4 separate regions of the Sus scrofa genome follow, and regions 2, 3 and 4 are each linked to region 1. A link is a contact called in public HiChIP or PLAC-seq data. All regions are on one chromosome and are shown on one strand. Each heading gives the region's core, a stretch centred on a gene start, on an enhancer-like site or on the middle of the called end of the contact. The rest is flanking DNA. Distances are from core to core; before and after follow the strand shown. Region 1 overlaps PEAK1 (pseudopodium enriched atypical kinase 1). Region 2 has its middle 75 kb from the start of HMG20A. Region 3 overlaps HMG20A (high mobility group protein 20A). Region 4 overlaps PEAK1 (pseudopodium enriched atypical kinase 1).

What was found. HiChIP or PLAC-seq counts read pairs in DNA pulled down with a chosen protein or histone mark.
Region 2: a contact with region 1 is called in an H3K27ac HiChIP or PLAC-seq map of alveolar macrophages. The contact joins two enhancer-like sites. A contact is called at or near these places in 1 of 47 Hi-C or Micro-C datasets (embryonic fibroblasts) and 1 of 2 datasets of contacts at active chromatin or transcription factors (alveolar macrophages).
Region 3: a contact with region 1 is called in an H3K27ac HiChIP or PLAC-seq map of alveolar macrophages. The contact joins two enhancer-like sites. A contact is called at or near these places in 2 of 47 Hi-C or Micro-C datasets (embryonic fibroblasts and epiblast stem cells) and 1 of 2 datasets of contacts at active chromatin or transcription factors (alveolar macrophages).
Region 4: an H3K27ac HiChIP or PLAC-seq map of alveolar macrophages shows a contact between it and region 1. The contact joins two enhancer-like sites. A contact is called at or near these places in 1 of 47 Hi-C or Micro-C datasets (embryonic fibroblasts) and 2 of 2 datasets of contacts at active chromatin or transcription factors (alveolar macrophages and skeletal muscle).

What each region holds. Positions count from the first base shown.
Region 1 is chr7:57,406,833-57,413,553 of Sscrofa11.1, forward strand. All of the region lies in intron 1 of PEAK1 (pseudopodium enriched atypical kinase 1), which reads right to left. Among named protein-coding and RNA genes, the nearest start is that of PEAK1, 34 kb to the right of the region's middle. Within about 2 kb of position 2,514, at least 5 of the 83 cell types and tissues checked have an H3K27ac peak or open chromatin away from gene starts, as enhancers often do. A contact at or near this core is called in alveolar macrophages, where this site is marked.
Region 2 is chr7:57,575,193-57,581,913 of Sscrofa11.1, forward strand. No RefSeq gene overlaps it. Among named protein-coding and RNA genes, the nearest start is that of HMG20A, 75 kb to the left of the region's middle. Within about 2 kb of position 4,094, at least 64 of the 83 cell types and tissues checked have an H3K27ac peak or open chromatin away from gene starts, as enhancers often do. A contact at or near this core is called in alveolar macrophages, where this site is marked.
Region 3 is chr7:57,551,466-57,558,186 of Sscrofa11.1, forward strand. HMG20A (high mobility group protein 20A) reads left to right here. Exons shown (of 11, transcript XM_021099019.1): 5 at 1-65; 6 at 2,996-3,128; 7 at 4,595-4,626. Among named protein-coding and RNA genes, the nearest start is that of HMG20A, 51 kb to the left of the region's middle. Within about 2 kb of position 4,031, at least 2 of the 83 cell types and tissues checked have an H3K27ac peak or open chromatin away from gene starts, as enhancers often do. A contact at or near this core is called in alveolar macrophages, where this site is marked.
Region 4 is chr7:57,276,118-57,282,838 of Sscrofa11.1, forward strand. It overlaps PEAK1 (pseudopodium enriched atypical kinase 1), which reads right to left. Exons shown (of 6, transcript NM_001244188.1): 3 at 2,323-5,582. The coding sequence starts at 5,468. Among named protein-coding and RNA genes, the nearest start is that of TSPAN3, 92 kb to the left of the region's middle. Within about 2 kb of position 2,949, at least 18 of the 83 cell types and tissues checked have an H3K27ac peak or open chromatin away from gene starts, as enhancers often do. A contact at or near this core is called in alveolar macrophages, where this site is marked.

The DNA of each region.
Region 1 (6,721 bases), core at 1,264-3,763:
TAACAGTTCGCAGTGACTTTAAGGATGCTTTAATATCATATCTAACAGCAAAGGCTCAACTAACTCTCTCACAGCTTCTTGACAACTACTACTCTGCTGTCCAGTGGAGATGACTCTAGCCTGATAACAGAAGCTTCACTCTCTAGGCAGGTCAGTTTACAGCATACCATATGGATTTTAATCCATAATTATTGGTTTATTATTATATACACATTTAAAAAGCTTTCCAGATATTATCCTCAGTTTTCTCTTTAATGAAAAAAAAAATATCTACCTTATACAGTTGTAGGGATTAGATACAATACTTACAAAGCTTCTAGCAAAGGTAGAACTTGCAGTGTATCTGGCGTACATGTTTTGAATATACTAAGAAACTGCACTTTAAACATATTTAAAAAGAATGAAAAAGCAAGACCTTAGTTAAGGATCTAACACCATGTAGAATAAATTCAGTAACTGACATTCTTTTATTTCTGCCATCAACAGCGTTCTGTACAAAAATTATCTTATACCGCAACAAAAGTCACCAAAGGTTCCAGTCAACAAGGAATCAAATATAAAACACAAATAAAGAAAAAAGGGGGAGTTCCCGTCGTGGCGCAGTGGTTAACGAATCCGACTAGGAACCATGAGGTTGCGGGTTTGGTCCCTGCCCTTGCTCAGTGGGTTAACGATCTGGCGTTGCCGTGAGCTGTGGTGTAGGTTGCAGACGCGGCTCGGATCCCACGTTGCTGTGGCTCTGGCGTAGGCCGGTGGCTACAGCTCCGATTCAACCCATAGCCTGGGAACCTCCATATGCTGCGGGAGCGGCCCAAGAAATGGCAACAACAACAACAAAAGACAAAAAGACAAAAAAAAAAAAAAAAAGAAAAAAGGACAAGGAATATTTACCGGCTGCCTACCACCACATACTAGGCATAAAGCTAGAGAATATCACAACAAATCTATAATATAGTTTTATTGATGAGGAAACTGAATTCTGACAGCTATTCATTAGCAGAGCTGGGATTTAATAGGGTCTGAGTGATGGGAGATTTTCTTTCCATAGTGCCACACAAAATTCACAGAAGAGTAATTAAGAAATTCAGAAAGCATAAACACAATAGGCAAGATAATTATTTTTGAAGCAAAGGAATTATATTCACTTAAACATTCAGGAAATGACAAAAACACAAGTTTTAGATCATTGGAAAACTTCAATCTACATGCCAATTAGGCAAAGAAAAATAAGTCAGACATGGCAAAACATTTATTTACCACCAAAGTTGCTTAACAGGTGTATAAAGACATAAAAAGTACAGGAACGTTTTTAGACTAGGTAAACAGTAGTTCATATATTACATTTCCTCATAATCTAAAATGGGGAGTTCCCGTCATGACTCAGCAGATCCACAAGGGCGCAGGTTCAATCCCTGGCCTTGCTCAGTGAGTTAAGGATCCAGTGTTGCTGCGAGCTGTGGGTGTAGGTCAAAGACGAAGATGCGGCTCGCTCGGATCCTGCATTGCTGTGGCTGTGGCGTAGGCTGGTGTCTACAACTCTGATTCAAGCCCTTACCTGGGAACCTTCATATGCCACAAGTATACCCCTAAAAAGACAAAATATAAAATAAAATAAAATGTAAGATATTTTTCTTTTAAAAATCATATTTATTTTTATTAATGTATATAGCCAATGGGCTATGAAGTGATTTTGCTGCTTATAAAATTAAGTGCCAATATATATTTGCAATTTACTAGTAAAGCATGATTTCAAACCAAATTACAAAGCAAAACAAAATTTTATCTTGGTTGCTCTGCTCCTTCCATCACCTGGAGAGGCACTGCTAAGAGCAAAAATCCAGAATCTCCATTTTCTAGGTATGTTAGAGGACTAAACACTGCCAATCAAAGCAAGGGCTACTATTTTCCACTAATACAAAACTAAAGTTATGCTTCCAGATAATAACAGTTTTGTCTTATCATTTAAGAACTCAATCACCCAGATAATCTATAGCCAAGTCTGAATCTGGTCTTTTTTTTTCTTTTTTCCCTCTCTGCCAATCAAAATGCTCTGGATGAGTACAACTTTTACCTAGGTTAGAGTGAGCTGGTGTATAATCGTTTTAATATTTGATATAATCAAGCAAATAAGAAAAGTAAATCAGAGGAGAAAATTCATAGCATATTCTAATGATCTGTACAAACAGTCTTAAGGAAATCGGCAATAAGACTCACACTGATGAGCAAGGATGACCTAGACATGACCATTCTGTTGATCTACAGAGCAGTTTTTCATCACTGCATCAGTGATTATGCATCAGTGATGACACAAGAACAGCAGAACACGTAAGTAAAAATGTATCCTTACAGCACCAAACTTATTAAAAAAAAAAAAGTAATAAAGGAGGCTTCTAAAAGCTTACTTCCCAAAAGAAAACAAGGATGATGGGGAAAATGCTGACTACAGTCCTTTCCAGCTTGAAAAAAGATACAGTTTCTTTCCTCAATCAGTTTTGCTAGTCAGTTAACTAACATCTTGGTTCTATTTTAAGGGCTGGGCCTACTCACTGTCTGAATCACCAGAGAGAAGGAAATGCCTAACACTAAAAGGAAAGAAATACAACTCAAATTTTTATACGTGTATAAAACTTTGAAATCATGGGAAAAAACACAGTAAAAGCAAAAGTCACCTTTTTTTCTGATTCAAAAAGCAATCATTACAGAAACTTTGGAAAACATAGATCTGTATAAGTAAAAAAAGAGGTCATCAGCAACCCCACCAAATAGAGATAATTAAATACATACATCAACATGTAAACAGTTATTTCTTCAAAGAAGGGTTTGTGGGCACATGCTACAAATCCAGAATCAAACTTCTTCCCACTTGTCCAAACTAGCATTATCTATTGACAAGGTTATTACAATAGCGTCTTAAATTATCTCTATTCTCCAAACCCTGTTCCTCTCCAGTCTACTCTACACAAAAAAGCCAAAATGATCTTTTTAAACATCATTTATATTTCATTTCTCTGCTCAAAAATCCTACAATGGCATCCCGTCTCAGAGTCTTAGGGTAAAGGTCAATGTGCTTACAACAACCTATAAGATAACTGTTCTGGCCCTCCATTTGCATCCGTAATCTCTATTTTTCTTAGCTTATTTCCTATACACTTTCTCCCTTGGTTTATCTGTGTTGGCTATACTGATCTCCAACTTTTTTTTTTTTTTTTTTTTTTTTTTGTCTTTTTGCCTTTTCTAGGGCCACTCCCGTAGCATATGGAGGTTCCCAGGCTAGGGGTCTAATCGGAGCTGTAGCCACTGGCCTACACCACAGCTACAGCAATGCCATATCCTTAACCCACTGAGCAAGGCCAGGGATCGAACTCGCAACCTCATGGTTCCTAGTCGGATTCATTAACCACTGAGCCACGATGGAAACTTCTGATCTCCAACCTTTTGCTGGAACACATAACTCATCTCTGACTGAAGTCTTTGGACCTGCAGTTCCTGCTATCAAGAATACTCTCCCCCTGCCCCCACCCCACCCCCACCCGTCAGATAAAAAAATCGCTTTCTTCTCTCTAGCTTTTTTTCAGGTCTCAATTCAAAGGTCACTTTTCAGAGACTCCCCTGACTCACTTTGTCAACAGCAAACTTCTTGATCCCTTTCCTTGGTATTCCCTATCTACCTTACTCTGTTTGTTATATTTTTTCGGGAGAGTATTATCACCAGCTGACTGATTATTTGTTTACTATTCTGTCTCTCCTGACTAGAATGTAGGTTCCATGAAAGCAAAGAAAGGGTATTTAGATTCTAGAACAATGCCTGGATTGTCACTAAGTATTTGTGAATAAATGGCTGAATAATTACCTGGGATCAGAATGTACCTAAAATTTATACTCAGCTTTTGTCATTTACTACTACCTAGTACAGCATTCCTAATTTTTGCATAGCATTCTATTATAGATAGAGTCCACAGTATATTCACTTTTCTATTTTGTATATTTAGGTTCTTAATTTATAGTATCATAAATACCCTTGCAAACATTTGAAAATCCTTGTATACACCAAATATCCTTGAAATATGTCTTCTTGCATAGTTCTGATAATTAATTAATTAATTTTTTTGGGGGGTCTTTTTAGGGCTGCACTTGTGGCATATGGAAGTTCCCAAGCTAGGGGTCAAATCAGAGCTGCAGCTGCTGGCCTACACCACAGCCACAGCAATGCCAGATCTGAGTCATGTCTGCTACCTACACAGCAGCTCACGGCAATGCCAGACACTTAACCCACTGAGCAAAGCCAGGGATCAAAGCCACATCCTCATGGATACTAGGTGGGTTTGTTATCACTGAGCCATAACAGGAACTCCTGGTCTTTTCTACAGGGATAAATTATTTTAAGTAAAATTGTTGGCTCAAAAGTTATGTATATCATCAACAATTTTAACACACTTTTCTAAACTACCCTAGAGAATGGCTATATCAATTTATTCCACCCCTAGTGATATAGTACTACTACATTTCTCCTCACCAACAATAGGTATCTGGGCCCTTTTTCACTGAAACGCAAGAGTTGATAATTTTTTCTGAACCAAAAAATAATGCATACCATCATACAATATTTTCTATTTGTTTAATTTGTTTTATTTTGTTAAAATATTTAAGACAAAAATTTGAGAAAAATATAAAATTTATTAATGACAGTAGTTGTTTCCAAGCATCATCTTCCACACTGGTATTTTCAATTTAAAAAGCTTTAGCAATCTGGTAGATTTTAAAATGTGCCTCAATTTAAAAAAAAAAAAAAGGTATTTAATTGTTTTCCTTAAAATTTTTTTGTTTGCTGATGAGATTGACAAAATTTTCCCATGTTTATTGGTTGTTTAAATGTTCTCGGAGTTCCCGTCGTGGCACAGTGGTTAGCGAATCTGACTAGGAACCATGAGGTTGCGGGTTCGATCCCTGCCCTTGCTCAGTGGGTTAACGAAAAAAAATGTTCTCTTTGACAAACTGCATATTCATCACTGCCCATTTCCCTATTCAGGTATTCACTTGCTTACTGATTTATGAGCACTCTTCTTGCATTAAAGGTGTCAAATTTTTATCATGTGGCAAATATATTTGTTCATGCTTAACACTGGTCTATTAATTTTTTTAATGGTATAATTTTTGTACAGCCAAATCAATCATTTTTATATGTGGTGTCTTTGTTTCATTCTACATTTGAAAGAACTCTTCAGTATACAACCAACATGCTATCAAGGTGGTCTCTGACTGGTTGGCATTCTGGGTATTTTTTCTTCTTTTTGGTTATATAACTATTTCCTTTAATAAATAAATATATATATAAGAAGAAATATTTTCTTAAATATTAAAAATAAGAAAGGCTTTCTCTACTATTTGATCATGTGTGTGTGTGTGTGTGTATACATATACATATATATATATATATATATATATTTAAATTTTCTAGGATTGCACCCATGGCACATGGAGGTTCCCAGGCTAGGGGTCTAATCAGAGCTATAGCCACCGGCCATAGCCACAGCAATGCGGGATCCAAGCCGTGTCTGCGACCTACACCACAGCTCACGGCAACACAGGATCCTTAACCCACTGAGCGAGACCAGGGATTGAACCCGCAACCTCATGGTTCCTAGTCAGATTCGTTAACCATTGAGCCACGATGGGAACTCCTATGTGATCATATATTTACATACGTATTTACTCAAATTCTACTATTCCATTTTAAGAATATTACATTATCTTATCCATCCAAAATCTTAGTTTCTGATGTGAAGTACAACTATAATTTTAGTCTTCCAATTTCTAAGCCAATTTTCCAAGTACCATTTGTTTACCAATTCTTTCTCCCAATGAGATGAAATGATATCACTTTCATATACTAATATGTCTTTTTCCAAACTGTAGTTTATTCTATTATGGTCATCATCATATGGTTTTAATTACTGCAGGTTAAAAAAAAAAATCTTCTGGAGTTCCCGTCGTGGCACAGTGGTTAACGCATCCGACTAGGAACCATGAGGTTGAGGGTTCGATCCCTGGCCTTCCTCAGTGGGTTAAGAATCTGGCGTTGGCATGAGCTGTGGTGTAGGTCACAGACCCGGCTCAGATCCTGTGTTGCTGTGGCTCTGGAGTATGCCAGTGGCTGTGGCTCTGATTTGACTCCTAGCCTGGGAACCTCCATATGCTGCAGGAGCGGCCCAAGAAATGGCAAAAAGACAACAACAACAACAAAAAAAAAAAAAAAAAAAAATCTTCTAATACATGGTCATACAATTCCAACTTCATAACTCTATTCCTTCAAAATTTTTCTCTTAAACTTATGGTTCTAGGTTCATTTTAGAAAACTTTGTTAAATTTCCCTACCTACTCCACCCCTGGATGAAAAAAGTTGGTTAGGATTTTGACTAGAATGGCATTAAATTCACAGATCTGGAAAGAATCCATATATTCCTGAGTCTTTCTAATCACAAACATGTTTAATCTTTCTACTTATTCAAGTCTCTTTATGTTTTGGTGTAAAATTAAGTTTCCTTAAAATAAGTCCCATACTTTCTGGGGTTTTTTTGGCTCTAAATACTTAATGGGATTTTTTGTTCCATTACAGTTTCTAACTAGGTATTACTATAATATTGAAAAATCACTGACTTTGATACGCTTAGTTTACAAACAACCATGTAACAATATTAGTTTGGATAGGTTTTCAGGTAATTTT
Region 2 (6,721 bases), core at 2,844-5,343, 170 kb after region 1:
GATATAAAAATCATACCATAACCTGATGGTTAGAAAATCCTGGGTAAGTTAATAGAAAGCGTCTGCTTGAAGGAGACTGGACAAAAATATATTTGGCATCATTCACAGAAGGGTAATGTGAGAAGACATCAGTGATACAGCCAAAAGGTTTATGGAATCAGCAAATGGGTTCCTGTTAAGGGTGCTTCTGCTATCTTCCAGGATAGAAATTAACTAAAGGCAGCTGGGTCCAGGCAGTGGCTGTAAAATGATAACCTTCTATTTTTCTTGGGGTTGGTGGATTTTTTTAAATGGACTTGATATGTAGCAAAAGAAGTTTCTTGTTTTGAAGGACAAGCTAACATGGTCATTATGGATTTTACTCATCCCTCAAGAGAATGAATATTTTATGTATACTCATTCATTCAAACATTTTCCAAGTATTTATTCTGTGTTTTGGGGTGTAAAGGTGAGGATGTCTCTCTCCTCAAGAAGCTCACAATATAACAAAAAAGAAACACAGGGAGTTCCTGTTGTGGCTCAGCGGTACCAAACCCAACTAGTATCCATGAGGATGCAGGTTCGATCCCTGGCCTCACTCAGGGGGTTAAGGATCCAGTGTTGCCGTGAACTGTGGTGTAGGTGGCAGACATGGCTCGGATCCTGTGTGGCTGTGGCTGTGGTGTAAGCCTACAGCTGTATCTCCAATTAGACCCCTAGCCTGGGAACCTCCATATGCCTTGGGTATAGCCCTAAAAAAAAAAAAAAAAAAAAATTCTCCTGGTTGCTCTCTGAAGACTGGTTGTAAGGAGCAAGCATTGAAGTAGGGAAGTCAGTTGTGGCTGTGGCTGTGGTCCCTGTGGGAGAGGGTGGGAGGGCAGACTGAGGCTGTGCAGAGAAGAATGGAGGGGAGAAGAGGATGGAACAAATCTATTTGAACAGGATGAGTGATGGGCTAGAGAGGGGAAAGAGTGGGAAGAGACCGTAGCTGTGGGCTTGGAGTACCATTTATTGGGATCCATCTGGCCCTGTTGATTGAGGTGGGCAGCCTGGAGGAGGAGCAGACTTGGGGGGTGGACAGGTGGGAGTGGCTAGAAGTCAGAGATCCTTGTGGACATGTTCGGTTGAGATGCAGGAGGGGAAATATTAAGTAAGCACCTACATTGACAATTCTAAAGCTTTAGATAGGTCTGAACTTGGGGTGACATTTACTAAAGACGCCCAGGGAGGCTTTTTATGTTAACACTTTTCTCTCAGATCCTGGCCCTGCTGTGCAGACAAAAAGTCAGGTCCCGCCAATCTCTTCCATCCTGACTAAAGATTTCACTGTCGGAACATCTGCCCTACTACCAACCTTCACTATTCCTTTGTTCTGCCCTTGACACCAGAAACAGCATCTGGACCCAGGTGCAACTTTTCTGTTGGCTTAAATCAGGCAGTATCTCTAAAGATGTTTAGAGCATTTAACTTACATAGGTTCCTTGTGTGGGATTTCTGCAGGTGGAATTTTGCATCTGTAAAGAAGATGCTGAACTTCCCAGTAGCTTACTGTGAAATAATATCTGTTTACCATAGCTGATGTTATAGCAAAGATTTATTCATATCTTACAACAGGATGAAAATACAAGACAGACCAAGTGATTTGCAGCACCTGAACATGCTAACAATATGGGGGAAAGGGCTAGAGATGATAGAAACTTGTAAATTATGATCATGCTAAGAAGGGGTTTCTCTGTAGCTTGAAAACCTGACCCACGGCTAAATGGGGCCAAGATTAATCATGTCTTGATCTTATATATAAGCCAAAGATCTTTTCTAAAGACCGTGCCTATTAAAGCAGTAAAGACTCTTCTGCAGGTTATACCATAATGAGCTCCAGGCATTTAATGAGAGAGACAAGGGCTATTGTTGAAAGTGGTAACCTTCACCATCTAATGTGAAAACGAAATAGGCTTGCTTGCTCTGCAAAATGAGGGACCAATTCAGGACTCTCACAATTGTAGATGCTTTGGTACAGGCAAACTTAAATGTTCTGGGAAAGGAGGAGAGGTTTTTGTTTGGTTGGGGTTTTTTTATAATTAGGTAATGATTTTACCTGCAAGTGGCTGACTCCAGGCTGCAGGCCCCGAAGCTTTAGAAGGCAATGGAATAAAAACAGCATTAAGGAATAAACCACCCAGGAGTTCCCTTTGTGGTGCAGCGGAAACGAATCCGACTAGGAACCATGAGGTTGTGGGTTCGATCCCTGGCCTTGCTCAGTGGGTTAGGGATCCAGCATTGCCATGAGCTGTGGTGTAGGTTGCAGGCACGGCTTGGATCTGGCGTTGCTGTGTCCGTGGTGTAGGCCAGCAGTTGTAGCTCTGATTAGACCCCTAGCCTGGGAACCTCCATATGCCGCAGGTGTGGTCCTGAAAAGACAAAAGACAAAAAAAAAAAAAAAAAAAAAAAAGAATAAACCATCCTAAGGAGCTTGATCTCCTTGATTCTGAGGAGGGGAGAGGTGGCTTCCGTCTCTGTGACAGTGGCTGTCTCAGATAAGGGTCATTGCCTGGCCAAAAAAATATTACCAGCATGAAAGAAAATGTTTTTACCCACTGTTCTTTGTTTTTAGGCTCCCAGAAGTCTCTGGCCTAAGGATTTATGTTAAGGTGTATCATCTCCTCCTTTGATGAGAAGGAGGAAGTGCCAGGATGTAAGCCTGACCTTCCTCCCCAAAGCGCAACCCTCAGGGACTGTCAGCTAGACAGAACGCTGCCTCAGGTCCTGGATCTCACTGCACATTCCTGCCCCACTTGCTGCTCTCTGACTTCCTCTTGAAGTCCCAAGAGACAGAGGGCGGCAGGGGCAGGAAGGGAACCAGCAGGGCCTCCAAGGCCGAAACCCTTTCGATGCCTGAGCCCCAGATGATTTGCCTTGGTAGGTCGGCCTTTCTGGGCAAGAAGAGAGGGAACCTCTCAGCTCTTCCCGAATGTCCCTTTCTGCAACAGGGCAGCACAAAACAAGCCAGATCATTGTGTTCTTGGATATAAATATTGATTCTAGGTGGTGTTAACATTCCGTTCATAAAAGAATGTAACATATTTCTCCCACATCATATTAGACAGATGTGTTGTTTGGCCAAGAGAAGTCCAGAGTGCTGGCTTCTGTGGAAAAAATGTGGACATTTAAATGCATGCAGCTTTGGGAAGTCTAGGGAGCAGTCTCAGAGTAGAAGGCAGGCGCTTCCCCAGTGCCAGCTCTGCCCTCCGCCATCCAGTTTCTCCCTTCCCAGCTGCACACTGCGAGTCACACTGGCATTTCTAATCGCTTGTAATTTAGGAAGATGCTTTCTTAGAATTAGGTCTTGTTTCTCAAGAACCTGGAACTATGAGCATGCGCTGTCTTCAGGAGGCACGGAAGGGCAAGGCTTTCATTTTTTGCTTTCTTCCCCTGGGGGAAGATCTGGGGGGTCCGCTCCTCTGTTTTGTTTTTCACCTTCCACGTGGGAGGGAAGGGCAAAGGCTTTGGACCAGAGGTGGTCCTTCCAAGCATTCCACCCAGGCCTGACCAAGCCCCAAAAGACTGAGATTTGCTGGCTGCCTTGGCAAGGCGAATTCCCCACATTCCACAAGCGCTCTTGAGGGGGACATAGCATTAATGAGAAAGTGGAATTCTTGATGCGGATGCTGCTCCCTCGGTGCCAGTACATTTCACACAGACCGATCCTCGTCCAGCATTTCGTAAGAGAGTGGGAGAGCCCATTTCCAGATGTGTGAGCGCCGCGTTGACAGAGGTGCTGTCAGGAGAGCCACTGCCCTCTGCCGTCCTGGCCCGGAAGCGCCACGACGCTGGGGAAGAACCTGGGGCTTCAGAAAAAACTGGCGGCTGTCAAAATCCGCAGCGGACCCACGCCGGGGCGGAGGGGCCTGCAGCTCCTCGTTCTGCAAACATTGAGTCTGCGAGGGGCTGAATTCTAGCTGAGGCTCGCTGGCTCTCTTTATGTTTTGTGGTTGAGAACGAGCCAGAAATGGAGAGGATTTATAATGAAACCCCGGCCTCCGGCATCATCCGCTGGTGGCGTTCTGAGAAGGCGAGGAGAAGTGGGCTGGCTCCGACCCTTGAACCTGGCCAGCAGGCCCAGGCGAGGCAAACAAAGAGGGCAGCTTGCCCAAGAGGAGACCTCCCGCTGGATAGCAGCCCTGAGGCCACTCCCTCGCCTGGAAATGCGGCTCCTAGAGGCCTTGCTGGCTCCAAAGCTTCCAGCGAGGGGAAGTTGTAACTGCTCCCACTCAGGCCTGCTGGCATCTCCAAGGGGCCTCTAGTCCTGGCACCGCGGAGAGCCTGGCTCAGCTTACAAGCTGAGACCCAGCTGCCGCCCCCTCCACCCCACCACCCACCGCCTGCCAAGACTGCGGCTCAGCAGCAGGCCCAGGGTCAGGCTTGCTGCTGAAGTGTGTGTGTGTGTGTGTGTGTGTGTGAGAGAGAGAGAGAGAGAGAGAGAGATGGTGAAAGATAGGGTGGAGATATTCAGGTGGAGGTCAGAGGGAGGTTGGGGAACCAAATTCCTTGGACAACCTTGCAGTTTTGGAAAAAGACACGAAACAATCAGTTTTTGTTTTTTGGAAGGTTTTTTTTTTTTTTTTTTTTTTGTAAATGGATCTCCTCCCTATTGGGAGAAGAAAAACCCAACCCGCCAAACAAACCCCTCACAACAATGCCCTTCTCTCTCTGGGACCAATTTCCAGACTGCACAGCAGTCCTGACAAGGTCAACAAGCTGGAGCTGTAAGCGGAAGATCTTTATCTATGTGGGAAATAGGAAAATCATTTGACTGATAAAAGGAAATACAATAAATAGCATCTAAATTCCTGGCTGCATTCCCCGGGGCCCCTCCTCTGCTGGAGAAAGTGCGGAGGGGCAGGAATACATGTGCTGCTCCAGCATGTTTAAAAATAGCATACAGCACACAGCCCTTTCTTACCTTCCAGAAAGACTTCATTACCGGATCCTCAGCCCTGAGCCTGCAGAGCTGCTGCCGGCGCTTTCTTCTCCCCGAGCTAGATTTTTCTTTTTTGGAAACGTTAAGGCAGTGCGTGTGATACATTTTACTCACGGGCCAGCTCCTGCTCAGCTAGTTTCAATCTGGGCACGTCTCAAGCTCACGTTGAAAGTCCATTGTATTTAATGGGGTGTTAACTCTGTTTATTCTCTGGGACTTGTGCAGTAATTTTACACTCTGCAAAACTAGCAACTTGAACTTGAAGTGGTGTGCCTCTCTCCCCATCCCCACCCTCATGGACCTCAGTCCCCAGGCACCTTTGGCCTTGACTCCCAGGTTTCCTTCAGCCCAGGTGGCTAAATGAGGTCTGGATGGAGCCAAGAAACCTGGGTTCACAGCCACTGCAGCCACTGGTTAGCATGGGTCTCTTCCTCTCTTGGAGACTCAGTTTTCTCATCCGTAACCTGGGGATTTTAATCCACCCTATATACCTTAACAGGCTGTTGAGATGCAGTAATGTCATAGTGGAAAAACATTCAGCTGAGTTCTGTAAAGACCCTCATTCCATTATTCCAAACTAGGCCACTGTCTGTGTCACTTGCAACATCTCCAGACCATCTCTCCATTAAAACCTGGGTGACTTGGGTAACTGCAAAGCTCACTGATAAGACAGTGTCTTTGCTGTGCTGCTGTAGTTTTCTTTCTTTCCTATGTGTGTGTGTGTCTTTTTAAGGCTGCATCTGTGGCATATGGAAGTTCCCAGGCTAGGGGTCAATCAGAGCTGCTGGCCTACACCAGAGCCACAGCAACACGGGATCTGAGCCGCGTCTGCGACCTACACTGCATCTCAGGGCAACACCAGATCCTTAAACCACCGAGCAAACCCAGGAATCGAACCTGCCTCCTTATGGATACTAGTCAGGTTTGTAACCCACTGGACCACAATGGGAAGTCCTACTGTGGTTTTCGAATTCCATGATTCCTTCTAGGTCTATTTGTGAGCACTCTGCTCTCAGGAAACAGCTTTCTCTACTCTCGCTTTTATTTATTCACAGTGCTTGGCCCTAAAAGGTGCTGAATAAAGAAAAGACTAAATGATCCCCTCTAGCTCTGAATCTCTGGGTCTAGATCAAAATAACTGAACCACATGCAGCTTCTAATAAGCTATTAAGTTCTGTGTGAGCTACATCTTGGATTATCCCACCTGATCTAAAAATTGTATTCTTAAGGACCTTCCAGAGTCCCCACTGCTCAGATACCATCTGGACCTTGGCCCTCTCTCTCTCTCTCTCTCTCTCTCTCTCTCTCCAGGAGCCAGGCTTTCCCTTCTGCATGTCAACAGCTCAGATCTGAATCTCCGGGCCCCTCCTCACTGGAGTTCCTGATCTCTATTTCCAGCTCCCTCGGGCCTTCTCCATCTGGCACTCTGCAGAATCTTCAAACTCAATTTGTCCAAAATTAAATAGTCTCCCCAAACCCACATTTTCTCCTGCATCTGCCAGCTCAGTCAAGAACTCCACTGCCCACTCAAGCTAGAGAACCCGTCATTCTCCATGCCTCTCCCTCGCTTTGCCCCACTCCCCTAACCATCCCCCACCATCCCTCATTCACAGAAACCCCTCTCATTCAGCCATGGAACCCCCTCTGCAGTGGCCCTTCTCACCATCCCCAGGCCCAGCATCTGTAAGATACCAGCACTCGGCTTTTTTCTGGGCTCCCACAATAACTCATTGTTTTGTTTTTCTCTTTTAACTAGTCCTATTG
Region 3 (6,721 bases), core at 2,781-5,280, 150 kb after region 1:
CATTTCCAGAAATTACAAGGATGTTAGGCAATGAATGGAGTAAACTTCCTCCTGAGGAAAAACAGGTAATTGTTCCTATTCCTGATCCTTTGCTTGGTTTTGATTAAATCTCAAAAATACCTTATATCAGAAAAGCAAAGAAAATTGCCTGTTGATTCTTCACTTTTGTCATGGTGCCTAGGAGAACAGAATAGCAGGGTCCTTCACAGCTCTTTTCTCCAGCTCTGTGGTTTTTACACTCTTTCCGAGTCTGCTGCAGGGGTGTGAGCAGGAGGGACTCTAGGACCCCCCTCAACCAAAGCAACTCCACATTTATTTGCTTTATGTCCTAAAAATTCATAAAAGATTTTTGTAAAAAGTAGTTCACCAATAAGAAATCTGTCAACATAATTTTATTCTATGGAGTTAAATGAATAAAGTCATGAGATAAATGAGAAAAGGTCCTTTGATAAAATTTTGTTCACATGAAATTTTTAAGAAAAAGATTTTACTGCTTTAATATAAACTTTTTTAACTGGAGTTCTGGCAGATTTAACCTACTATGGAAAATAAAGCAAAAACTATTTGAATTCTTTCTCCTCCAAGACAGAAACTAACCCTATTGCCAAACTGAAACAAATCCATTTGTTGGAGAGATTTGAGTGGAATTAAAGACAAGATAACCACGAACTCATTGAAATGCCACAGAAGTGGTGTGATGGTAATGACTGTGGGAATAGTTTTGGGTTAAAAGGTCCCAGTATTCTCAGCATCTGAAATATATCTATATTTCTTTTATGCCTTACATTCTTTAAAAAGGACTCCAAACAGACTAAAACCAAATTGGAAAATACTCTTGGGAATTAACTGAATTCAAAAAATTTCAAAGAGATCAGATTGAGTTGCAATTTGGAGCTCTGTGCTTGTGGTAGCAAGCTAATAGAAAACAGCGTGTATCATCCATTGTTTTAGTGCTAATGTATAAAGGGATCATGAGCTGTACATACTAGGCTACGCTTTTCTCTTTAATTTTTTTATTTCAAAATTAGTACCTGCTCATTGTTTAAAATATTTTCAGGCAGTACAGAAGTATGTAGAGAAAAAAGCAGAAGTCATCTCCAGTGACAGCCCACGGGGATAATTAACAGTAGTTAAGTAGGGCAAGGGTTTTTGTGTTTGTCTTTGTTTTTAATTTTTTCTTTCAATGTAATTTTTCAAATATGCAAGAAGTTACAAACGTAGAATAGAACAGAGTACACCCAAATACCCTTTACCCAGATTAATCTAGTATTAACACTTTTTCTCTATTTGCACATGCTCATACTCTCCCGGGAAAGCTTGGGCACACTCGTGCATTCTCTCTCCCCTCACACACACACACACACACACACACATACATCATAGTCCTATACCCTTAAATATTTCAGTGTGGATTTCCTAAGAACAGACATATTCTCTCACATAACCACAGTTTAGTTAACAACCTTACTAAACACTATACTTTTATCTGACCTACCATCCATATTCCAATTTTGTTGGTTGACCTAACATCATTCCTCTGTAACATTTTCCCCCTTCAGTTCAGATTCCAGTCCAGGGGGTCAGCTTCTGCATTTAGTAGTCAAATCTCTAGATTCCTTTAATCTGGACTATTTCCACAGCCTTTGGTTGTCACATTGATATATTTTAAGAATACAGTCTGTCCCTCTTCCTGCCCCTCCTTTTTGTTTACTTTTAACAGAACATTCCTCATTTTGATTTTGGATGTTTCCTCCTGATTAGATTGAGGTTATGCATTCTTGGTCAGAATACCACATAGATGGTGTTGGTCCTGCTCAGGGTATCATGTATGCAGGCACACGATATCCTTTTGTGTAATGTTAATGTTGCTCACTTAATAAAGTTTTTTATTCTCCCTTATAACTAACAATCAATCTGTGGAAAGACCACTTTAAGAACACGAAAATAGTCTGTTCCACATCAAAATTTTGCCCTAGATTTAGCATTCATTGATGACTTTTGCCTGATCTAATCTTTACCATCATTTTGCAAAATGATGATTTTCCAACTCTCTCACTCCCTCAGCATTTACCAGTCAGCCCTCGGTATTCCAGTCTAAGCAAGAGCCCTCTTCCTCCCTCCATTTATGTATTTGTTTGTTATTTATTTACTATTGGTATCGGCAAAAGAATTTTTTCCCAATAGTTTATAATTTATTACTAAATACTCTAAGATATTCATTTAGGTATTTTGATACTTGAATTGTCCCAGAGTTAGCCAGTCGGTTGTCCCCTACATCCGGCTCTTAATGTGGGATAAAGCTTTTAACATATTTCTGACTTCATTTAGAAGCAGTGTTTTTATACTTTATTTCTTAAACTTAATTGATGAATGAAAAGTACAAGGCATTAAACAAAATTATCCTAGTAGATCAATGAACTTTGTTTAAATAATTCATATCACAAAGCATGTAGATACAGGCTCTCTCACAGTAGTTCGTTTTAGGTCCACTGGATGAGGTCATTCTTTTTTATGCTCTTTATGTCTCCACTCTTCTGGCTCTTAAAAGGCCCATTGATGTATGAGATCATCCCCTCAGAATGGGTTGGGGATAAAGACACAAAGTAATATTCCATCCTTTCCCCTGGGAAGATTAATTGTGCCTATGTGGTGTTTAGTCTTCTTGAGGATTCTAGTGGCCATGTGTAGTTCTATCTATAGGATTAGAGGAAGAACTATAATCATGTTCTTGTGAATTTTTTATGAGAGTGATCTCAGTAGAACTTGTCTTCAATAAGTTAGAAAAAGCCATAAACAGTCTTAAAAGTCAGAATCACCTATTACTTTTATAATTGAGCGTTTTTTTCTGATTCACGACTTTTTTTTTTAATTCTCCCTTAAAGTTATTCCTCACGTGTACTTTTCTTTCCATGTTCTAATTGTCCTCTGTTTTCTTCACAGAGTTCATTGGTATTTTACTTCAATAAGATCTATTTCTTGAACATTTCTTTCCTAGCGCTACCTTGATGAAGCAGACAGAGATAAGGAGCGTTACATGAAGGAACTGGAGCAGTATCAGAAGACTGAGGCCTACAAGGTCTTCAGTAGGAAAACACAGGACCGTCAGAAAGGCAAATCTCATAGGCAAGGTATCAGAACCAGAACCAAATGTATCTGTAGTTTGTTTTTGCATGATGGGGTGTCACAAAGCCTACTATTAGAGTGCTAAATATAAAAGATACATTTCTCTCATTTCTCTATTATACTACATTCACTTAAAAACATCTTGGAGTTTTATTAAAATCACATCGCTCTCATTTAGAAATTTCAGTTGGTATTTCCATATCCAGTATCAATTTGGCTTGTACTCTAAGACCCCTTGTAGTTGCCCTGTGCTTTTTTTCTTATTCAGTTTAGGCATTTCTCTGCCTCTAAACAAATCTGCCTACTATGCTACATAATTGCCTTGCTTTAACACCTCTAAGCCTTTCATGTGATCATTGATGGCCTTTCACTGACCATCCTTTTAATTCACTCATTCATGTGTGCCTGTATTCAAAATATGTATTGAACACTTCCTGTTACATATCAGGAGCTAACCTAAATATTAAGGATGCAAAGGTAAACAAAACAGTCAAAACCCCCATCTTCACGGATCTTTTAGTTTCCATTAAAATTGTTCATCACAGAGTTCCTGTCATGGCTCAGCGGAAACGAATCTGACTAGCATCTATGAGGATCCTGGGTCTTGCTCAGTGGGTTAAGGATCTGTCATTGCTGTGAGCTGTGGTGTAGGTCCCAGATGTGGCTTGGATCCCACATTGCTGTGGCTGTAATGTAGGCTAGCAGCTACGGCTCCAGTTCAACCCCTAGCCTGGGAACCTCCATATGTCGAAGCTGCGGCCCTAAAAAGACAAAAAATAAAATAAAATTGTTCATCACACTCTTACAAGGATTGCTAAAAGTTCCCCTACTTGAGGAAATACTGCCAAAGCTAAGCCTGACATTACTTAGCTATTGCGTCTTCTCCTTTGGGCATCTTGCCTGCTAAACTATAATGTTGTGCAAACAGCCTTTGGCATGTATTTCCTGTCCACTCTATTCTCCTCAAAGATAAGAATGATGTCTGCTGTTTCTCATGTCTTTTTTTTTTTTTTTTTTTTTTTGTCTTTTTGCTATTTCTTGGGCTGCTCCCATGGCATATGGAGGGTTCCCAGGCTAGAGGTCGAATCGGAGCTGTAGCCACCGGCCTACTCCAGAGCCACAGCAACGCGGGATCCGAACCTCATCTGCAACCTACACTGCAACTCACTGCAACGCCGGATTGTTAACTCACTGAGCAAGGGCAGGGACCGAACCCGCAACCTCATGGTTCCTAGTCGGATTCGTTAACCACTGCGCCACGACGGGAACTCCCTCTCTTATGTCTAATTGGCTAACCTGTAAGATGGAATTCCCTTTAACTTTTGTTAACTGACTGATTAATAAAGCTATTATATTTTGAGAGCCCACATATACCAGCAGTTTTTGTAGTTTGGCACAGTCATTTGCTTGGGTTTTGTTACTGTTTTGTTTTGGTTTTCAGCTTAATATTCTTATTCTTTCATATTTTTAGATGCAGCCCGACAGGCTACTCATGATCATGAGGTAATTAACTTTCTGTCTACACGTTGTGTGTATGTGTATGATATATGTATATAATAGTGATGCTATTTGAAATGCTATTGGACCATTTTTTTAATCACAGCAGAATATTTTCTGTCCCATAATTAGGACTGGGTTAGTTGCCTTTAGCTCGAGGATGCTTAGCAAATGGCAGACACTTATGTTATGAATCTGTCCTTGAACTAAACCCCTTAACTCCAGCCCCTCTTGTGACCCAAGAATTTTATTCGCTTTAGATGCTAAAGATGGCTAGAGCTTGGAGTGAGGTGTAGAAATGAGGACCAACTAAAAGCTGTAAGCTGACTATAGATTAACATCATCAGATACTTTATTCCGACTCCCAAAAAGTTGTTACTTAGGGAATTTGGCATTTAATTTAAATGAACTATTCGACTACAGCATGTGCAGAGCACAAGTGACAGTTATCTTGGTTCCTATGCCTCCTTTCCTGCTGGCACATATTTTTCTCTGGCCTTTTCCCTTCCATTTGGTTCAGCCTCAGCAATAGGATTTAGGCCTATGTGTAGGCTACGGTTAATATATGGTTGTAAGAAATTAAATTTGTGGTAATTTCATGCTTGAAAATGCTCAATGACTCTTCATTGCTTACTAAATCATATTCAAATGTAGCAATCAGGGTTTTCTGTAATTAAGTCCCAATTTCCCTTTCCAAATACCTTAAACTCTCATAATTCCCATATGTAGTTTATGTACTTAAAAGCCTTTAATACTGGAGCTCCTGCTATGGCTCAGTGGAAAGAAATCTGACCAGCACCCATGAGGACAGAGGTTCAATACCTGGCCTTGCTCAGTGGGTTAAGGATCCAGCGTTGCAGTGAGCTGTGGTGTAGGTCGAAGATTCGGCTCAGATCCCGCATTGCTGTGGCTGTGGCATAGACCAGCAACTGCAGCTCTGATTCGACCCCCAGCCTGGGAACCTCCATATGCCAATGGTTCGGCCCTAAAAAGACCAAAAAAAAAAAAAAAAAAACCCAAAAACTTTAATACTCACTGTCCTCCAGGTGCTTCATCCTTCTCTGCCTCGTGCCTGAGCTCAAATTCTTCCTTTGACACAAATACTTTCTTTCCCTCACTTATTTTTTTCTATTACCCTCTCCCATTATCCCATTTTGCCTCTAAATTCTAGTCATCTATCAAACTCTACTTTAAGCTCCATTTCCTCCTGCAGCCTTTTCTGTTTCCTCCAGCTCCCTTTAAACCTCATGGCTCTCTATATTTTTCTTAACGCACTTAGCTGATCTGGCTAAGGTGCTGAAGTTACCTGAGTGTTTCAGTTATTAACACTCTTGGATTGTAATCTCTCTGAAGGTATACACAACCTAGTTTCCATCTTGTACCCATCCTTGTACCACCTAGAATGATGCCCTTGCATAGAGGAATTCTTCCATAAATATTTACTTATTTTTATACAAAAATAACCCCCGCATTTGTTGAAATGAGTGGAAATGTTCACAAAAAGAATTTTCTTTAAAAAAATAAAAAATAAAAAAATAATAATAATTTTCTGATATACTCTTTTGTATGTATTGGATTTTTTACTGAATCAAGGAAATCATTTTTTCAAAATAGTAACATTTATCTTGGAGTACTCATGCCTAATTTGGTATTTGTGACCTTCAAAACAGAGAAAACTTTTAGATTCACGAGTCAAATAGATTTATTACATCCATGAATTATGAAATGAGAAGCATAGTAAATATTAGCATTTTATTCTTAAATATATCCTATATAAATGAAGTTATATATGAAATCTCGGCTCCAATTAGGATGAATTTTTTTTTTTTTTTTGCTTGAGAAACTATGTACGTACGCTTTTATATTTCAAATCATAATTGAACAGTGTTGTAAGCTTTCCATATTGCCGGATACTTGTATAATTACTTATTTCTCCTTCCTCGTGTGCCCACCCACTAATACTGTGAAACTTCTGTACTTCTTTTTTGCCCTATTAAGTAAGCATCCTTTATAGTGTCTCTATCCTTAACGGATAATAAAAAAAAAAAAACTTGAACAGTAATCTAAAACATTAGATCTCACATTTTCTATTCAGCAACTG
Region 4 (6,721 bases), core at 1,699-4,198, 130 kb before region 1:
AAGTTGCTTCAAGTAAATATTAATGGTACCCAAGTAGATGAAGCAATTATTGAAAAAGCAAATGGTACATCTTTTTCAAAATGAGTATTCATGTTTTAAATTTTCCAAATAGTTTTTTAAAACTATTTAATACTTCCTTTTCTACTTAGTTTGGGACATTATGCAATGTAAAAATTCCAAAGTGCCTATAAGAAAAGTTTAATACCTCAAAATTGCTTGCTTAGACTACAGCACATACGTTTAGAATAGTGGTAACATCAGTGGTTCTCAAAGCGTGGTCTTAAGTCTAGTAGCGGCCATGTCACCTAGGGAACTTATTAGAAGGACTCAACTCAGACCTACTTAATCAAAATCTCTGCAGGTGGGGCCCAGCAATCTGTATTTTAATAGCCCTCCAGTTATTGTGATGCATGGTTAAATCTGACAACCAATGTGGCAAATGCACCACATCATTTGGATAAATAAATGTTACCTATAAAGGACTGATAGATTTGGAAGATATGACAGCCCCTATACAAGCAAATCTGTGAAAATATAAGCTGTATAGTAAGAGATCTGCCACACCAAGGGCCTGGGCTACCCTCAAGCCCACATACAGTGGCATGTAGCCGAAGGAGAGGGTCTTATTCCATAGAAGAGAAGCCAAATCATTCCTTGACTCTGCCCTCCAGGATATGGATAAATATACTGTAGCCATACTTAATGAGGAGTAAAGCTATTTATTGATCATCTGCCATTCCCTTATAGGTGACTCCAACCATGCATTGTTTAAATTGCTTCTTTTCTAAATAAAACAGTAACCTGCAATACATGCATTTTATTACTACTGGAGTATAATATTCTATCATCTACTTTCAACTACCAATGACAAAGCCGTTCTTCCCAGAAATACATTACCACTATTCCACTTGCTTTGTGATTACATGGATATAAGGAAAACAGGAACTTGTTAGCATTTTGGCAACCATTTGGGGATATGCAAAAAGTTTATTTTAGTAAAGAATATATATAAAGCTTCCTAGCATTTTGCTAGAAAAAGTGAAGGGATTAAGTGTTCATTTTTATTCACACTTTTCTAAAGACAAGCTGGTGAGAAAATCTGTCCTATATCAGAGTTTTCTGTCTTTGCTGGGAGGAGGCCAGGCCTGGCAGAGAAAGCTCTCTGTAAATCAAGAGGGAGGAAGACTAAAAATCAGATGAATGGAATACTCAGGGCATATCTTTGTTTAAGAATAAAAAGAACAGGGGATATAAAGAAATCATTTGTTACAAACAACAGTTCTTTGTTTTTATTGGCAGTTCATTAATTTTGCTTACGATAGAAATGAGAATGAAAAAACTTAAGCATCCTAAACAAATGTTTATGTGAATGTTACATGTGAAAATATACAAATTTTGTTTGATCTTATGTTCCTTAACAATGTAACATTATTGAAAGAATACAAATTTTACAGTGAGATAGATCAGGGTTTGAATTCTGACTTTGACAATTACTAGCCTCGTGAATCTGGCCAGTTAATTTCTCTGATTTTTAGTTTCCTCAAGGGAAATATACAACCAGTTTGTAGGGCTGTTACAAGGATTTGAGATATATACAGGGTAGGTGATCAATGAACCTTATAGACGGTAGGTTACTCAAGGTAAAAGAAAACTAATGCTTAGAAAACTGATGTGGGTGTACTAGTTGGATAGAAGATTGTAACACTGGGTCTCAATCTCAATAACCACTTCTCTTATTTCATCTACATGTTAAACAATTATAAACTGCTTGCTCTTTCCCCCACCTTTCCACAACACTTGAAATAAGGACAGAAAGAGACAGCAATAAAAAAAAAAATACAGTCCTTTTAAAAAATGCATATAGAGATAACACCTCAATGAAAGCTCTCCTAATCCCCACCAAAAGAAAAAGCCTGCTTAAAGAGTTTGATTTCATTTACCATGAAGAAAAGAACAGTACCACCATTTACCCATTTGATCCCGTTTCTTCCTCACACTGTCATAGCATATTTCAAAGCAACATATTACTTATTGCTATTAAAGTGTTACGGATTTGCTTTTCTATGGTAAAGCCCCTTTGCATTTACTGGAATGCTGCAGGTTACTTTAGCTAAAAAATCCAGGAGCATAAACCTTGTTCACTGCAATAAAATCACTTTAATAATATTCTAATCTTGGAATGCAGTTATAGAGACAGATGATGGCCGCTGAGTGCTACTCACAAACAAAAATGGCTCTTATACAATCTTAGGGATGCAAAAAACCTTAGCATCTGAAAATGTTTTAAAAAATCCCCACATTCTGCCAGCCTCTTTTACATACCTGAGAATTTTCTTAGGTATCTGTGATGGAGAAGAGTGACTTCTTTTCTTCTTCTCTGAGTCCTGTAGTAACCCATCCTCCATTCCACTCCTCTCTGTGACTGCTGACTGCTCTGCCCTGGCTTTGCCCTGATCCACACTGAGCTGGCCTTGGGCAGGCTCACACCTGTACATGAAGACAATGGCTGGCTTCTCGTTGGATTCCCCCTTTGCTTCTGTGAACCAGTGGTGGCGCTGAACTGGAGGAGGGGGCAGCATGTGGATGACCGTGCCATCCAGGCCCACCAGCTTCCCTTTCTCTCGGTCTTTCTCTTTGTCTTCTTCCTCATCTGTTTTCCGACGGCGGAAGAAACTTTTAAATGATATCCAGCGTTTAGGTTTTGTATCAGCTGCCCGTCTGCTGCCTTCTGAGTGCAGAACTGATTCAGCTTCTGTGGACCTGGTAGGGCTGGTTGGCTTGGTCCAGTTGGTGAAATGCCTCTGCAAAAGGTTACTTGCGTGGTAAGGGGAGGATGTAGAGCGTGGTGGGGGAAAGGGAGGTGGTGGCTCATTTGGGGGGTTAGTCACTAATTTGGAGGGGGGAGTGGTGACTGGCTTCATGAGTGGATCTTTCTGTACTTTGGTGGTAGGACTTTCTGTGGTCTGAGGTGCTGCTTCAGTCTCACTACTGGGCTGGGATGTGAAGAGAGATTTGGGCCGGGCCGGTGTGCTCTTAGGTGTGCTCTTAGCAACACTGGCATCGGGAGGAACTGCATAAAGCTCTTCCACGCTGCAAGCTTTAGGGCCAGACTGGGGCATTTCTGGAGGAGACTGTGGGGGTTGGATAGAAGCTACAATCTGAGAAAGCACTGTGCTCGCTTTCTCCCTGGTGCTGCTGCTGTTGCTCACGACCTGAGACTCCTGAGTGCTTTCTGTTTTGGCCACAGGTTCTTGAGTGGTTCTCTGGGGCTTTGTTGGGGAGCTGTGGCTGGAACTATAGCTTCTCTGCGGTGAAGACTGACCTCTGTTAAGACAGCTGTTAAACTCCTGAACCTTCTGAGCCACTGAGCCCCTTTTACGCTCTGTGCTGTTTGAAAACCCTTTAGCTTGGGGACATTCAGTGGGTTTGTTAGTGGTGTTATCAGACACTTTGCTTTCAGTTTCTATTTCTTCATAAGTATGGCTTATTACACTTGTGGTTTTTTCCTTCACTGAAAGTTCTCCACTTGTTCCGAGAAAACTTTTGTAAATGGCTAGATTGTCATATGCATTTGGATTGATGACAATGGGAACTTTGATAGCATTTTTGGAGCTCCGAGCATAAGTTGGCTCATCATGAATGATAATTGGAAAAGGTGGCATACCAGCATTGTTATAACTATTAAATTTTATTTCAGACAAATTAGGTGACTTAACAGGGATAGTTTTGGAGGAAATGTTTGTAGCCGTGGGTGAAGTAGGTGCCGATTTGTGACAGTTTTTCCTTGGAGGGACATTTGGTCCGGCCCCACCGCTAATTAATTCTACTTTAGGTATCTTCTGTCGTGGACTGGTACTGGAAGTCCAGACTTCCTGGTAGCGGATTGCACTGGATTTTTGGAAATGGGCACTTACTTGTCCTGATGTCAATGCAGGGGATGTCACTGGAGAGTTAGGAGTAGAAGATGAGCTCTTCGTTTTGGGGCTGGTAACGGGGCCCTCGAGGTGCTCACTGGCCATGGCTGCTGACACATCCACGACAGTGTAAGGCTTGCACAATGGCTGCTCCAGATTCACTACTCGGTATGGCTTTGCTTGCTCTTCTACAGGAACGAGGTTTATAGTTACTGCTTGCCCAGCAATATCTGTAGAGGCTTTACTTTCTTGCTTCTCAGTCTGAACGGCAATCTTGCCATCTTTCTCTTCTAATCGGAGAGCAAGGACCGCTTTGTGTGTCTCTGGAACTTTTACTGAGCTTTTGGATGCTTGTGCTGAGGTCTTCTCCTGATTATTACCACTGGGGCTTTCACAATTGGGCTCACTTTCCTTCATGTCCTTAGAATCCCCCAGGTTACCGGGAGATAGTCCCCCATTACAAACCTTCTGGGATAAACTACTGGCTGTCTCGGACCGTGATTCTTCTGTTAAAGAGGAATCTGGGGATGTGGAGTCAGATGACACCATGCTCTGAATGCTTCCTGGTCCATAGGAGACCACAGAATTCTCTTCATAACCATTCAGGATTTCATCATAACTGTCATCATAGTCGACAGCACAGATTCTCTGAAGAGATTTATTTCGCAGGGGGACAGTATTCCATTTTTTGTCCACAAAGAATCGAACAGGAGACAAAGTGTTTGCCCTAAAGTTGGCAAAGCGAGGTTGCCCTCTCATACGAATCTCCATGGCCAGCAGCTCTTCATCACTCTCATCCCAGCTCTCATGCTCCTCCTCCATGTTACTGAAAAGCGCATCTTCCTCACTCTCTTCGCCACTAGAAAACTCTGGGTAACAGAATCGGCCTCCTTCATTACTGATCACTTCTGTGCTTCCACTCAGAATAACATGCTTGCCCTGAGTATCCCTTATCCCGCCCATCATGCAACTTGGCGGAAGCTTTCTTTCCAGTGATCGCTTATAGCAATCATTTATTCTTCCTAAGAAGGTTTCTCTGGAGTTTGTTTCATTTCCTTTTACCTGAGGGGTGGTATCTAAGCCTGCTATCTCCTTCAACACTTCAGTTAGTCCATTATTGTTATTTGATACCTTCTTTGCACTATCATTATTGTCATAAGGCTTAGGAACATGGCTAAATCCTTCAATATCATCTTCATTATTATTGTTAAGTGGTTTCTTATTCAAGGCCGTTCTGTTTCGATTCCATCCTATGATGACAGGTTTGTTCTCACAGTTTTCTTGGATACTAAGCTCTCCACACACACTTTGCCCATCTGCCACCATCATAGTGGGCTTCACAGCTATAGTTGGCTTTTTAGCCACAGGAGGCCGGAAATTTCCGGTGTTCCTGATTCGGTGGTTGTTACTATGGTTGGCATTAGTTTTATTGCCATGGGTGATGGGTGCCTTTTCAGGGTCTGGGGGGAGCTGGTGTAAGCTTTTAGGTTTAAAGCAGTTCTTGCATTCACCAGGTTTCCAAACGTGTTCAGTAAAGGTGTTACAAGCAGACATTTTTAAATACAGAACTTCACAGACAATGCTTTCCTTTCAGTGCATGGCAAAATTTTCATCTGTTAGTTTTCACCTCCCCTCTGTTTCATAGCAGCTTTTGTAAGTGTGATCAATCTGTTGGGGGGGGGAGAGAAGAAGAAAATCTGAATGGAAAAGGCACTATGAGGCTTATCGTGATGAATGATTTGAAAAAAATTGGCTCCATTCCTAAATTTTTCTTAGGTTAAAAGAGAGACAACTAATTTGGGTACTTTATGTACTCTCCTTGGCCAATCAGTATTTTGGAATGTTAGGGTTTTTTTTTTTTTTTTAATTTTCTTTAAGGCTGCACTTGTAGCATATGGAAGTTCCTGGGCTAGGGGTTGAATTGGATCTGCAGCTGCCAGCCTACGCCACAGCCACAGCCAAGCTGGATCCAAGCTACATCTGTGACCTATGCTTATGGTAATGCCAGATCCTTAATCCATGGAGCTAGGCCAGAGATCAAACTCGCATCCTCAAGGACACTATGTCAGGTTCTTAACCCGCTGAGCCACAATGGGAACTCCCAAGCCTTCAGACCATTCTTTTTTTTTTTTTTTTTTTTTTTGTCTTTTTTGCTATTTCTTGGGCCGCTCCTGCGGCATATGGAGGTTCCCATGCTAGGGGTCGAATCGGAGCTGTAGCCTCTGGCCTACGCCAGATCCACAGCAACGCAGGATCCGAGCCGCGTCTGCAACCTACACCACAGCTCACGGCAACGCTGGATAGTTAACCCACTGAGCAAGGGCAGGGACCGAACCCGCAACCTCATGGTTCCTAGTCGGATTCGTTAACCACTGCGCCACGACGGGAACTCCCCTTCAGACCATTCTTAACACCTTGCTCCTCGCTTCTAACTCCACATCCTAACTTCCTTTCTAAATTAGTCTTGCCAATTTTATCTATTACATTTTGCTGGAACTCTTTCCTGCCATTATCAGACACTACTGAGACGATTCAGATACCATCTTTTCCCTAGATTTCTGCAATGCAATACATTGTTAACTGATCTCCATGCCTATAGTCTCACCTCATTCCAATCTAACCTCTCTCCTGGTCAAAAATGTGGTCCTCAGACAAGCAGTATTAGTCTTATCTTGAAGCTTCTTAGAAGTGTATCTTAAGTCCCATCCCAAACCTACTAGATCAGAATTTGCATTTTAATGAATTCTCAGATGACTCCATAGTTCTCTACTGTTAGATTAAGCTTTCTAAAATGCAAAAATGATCAT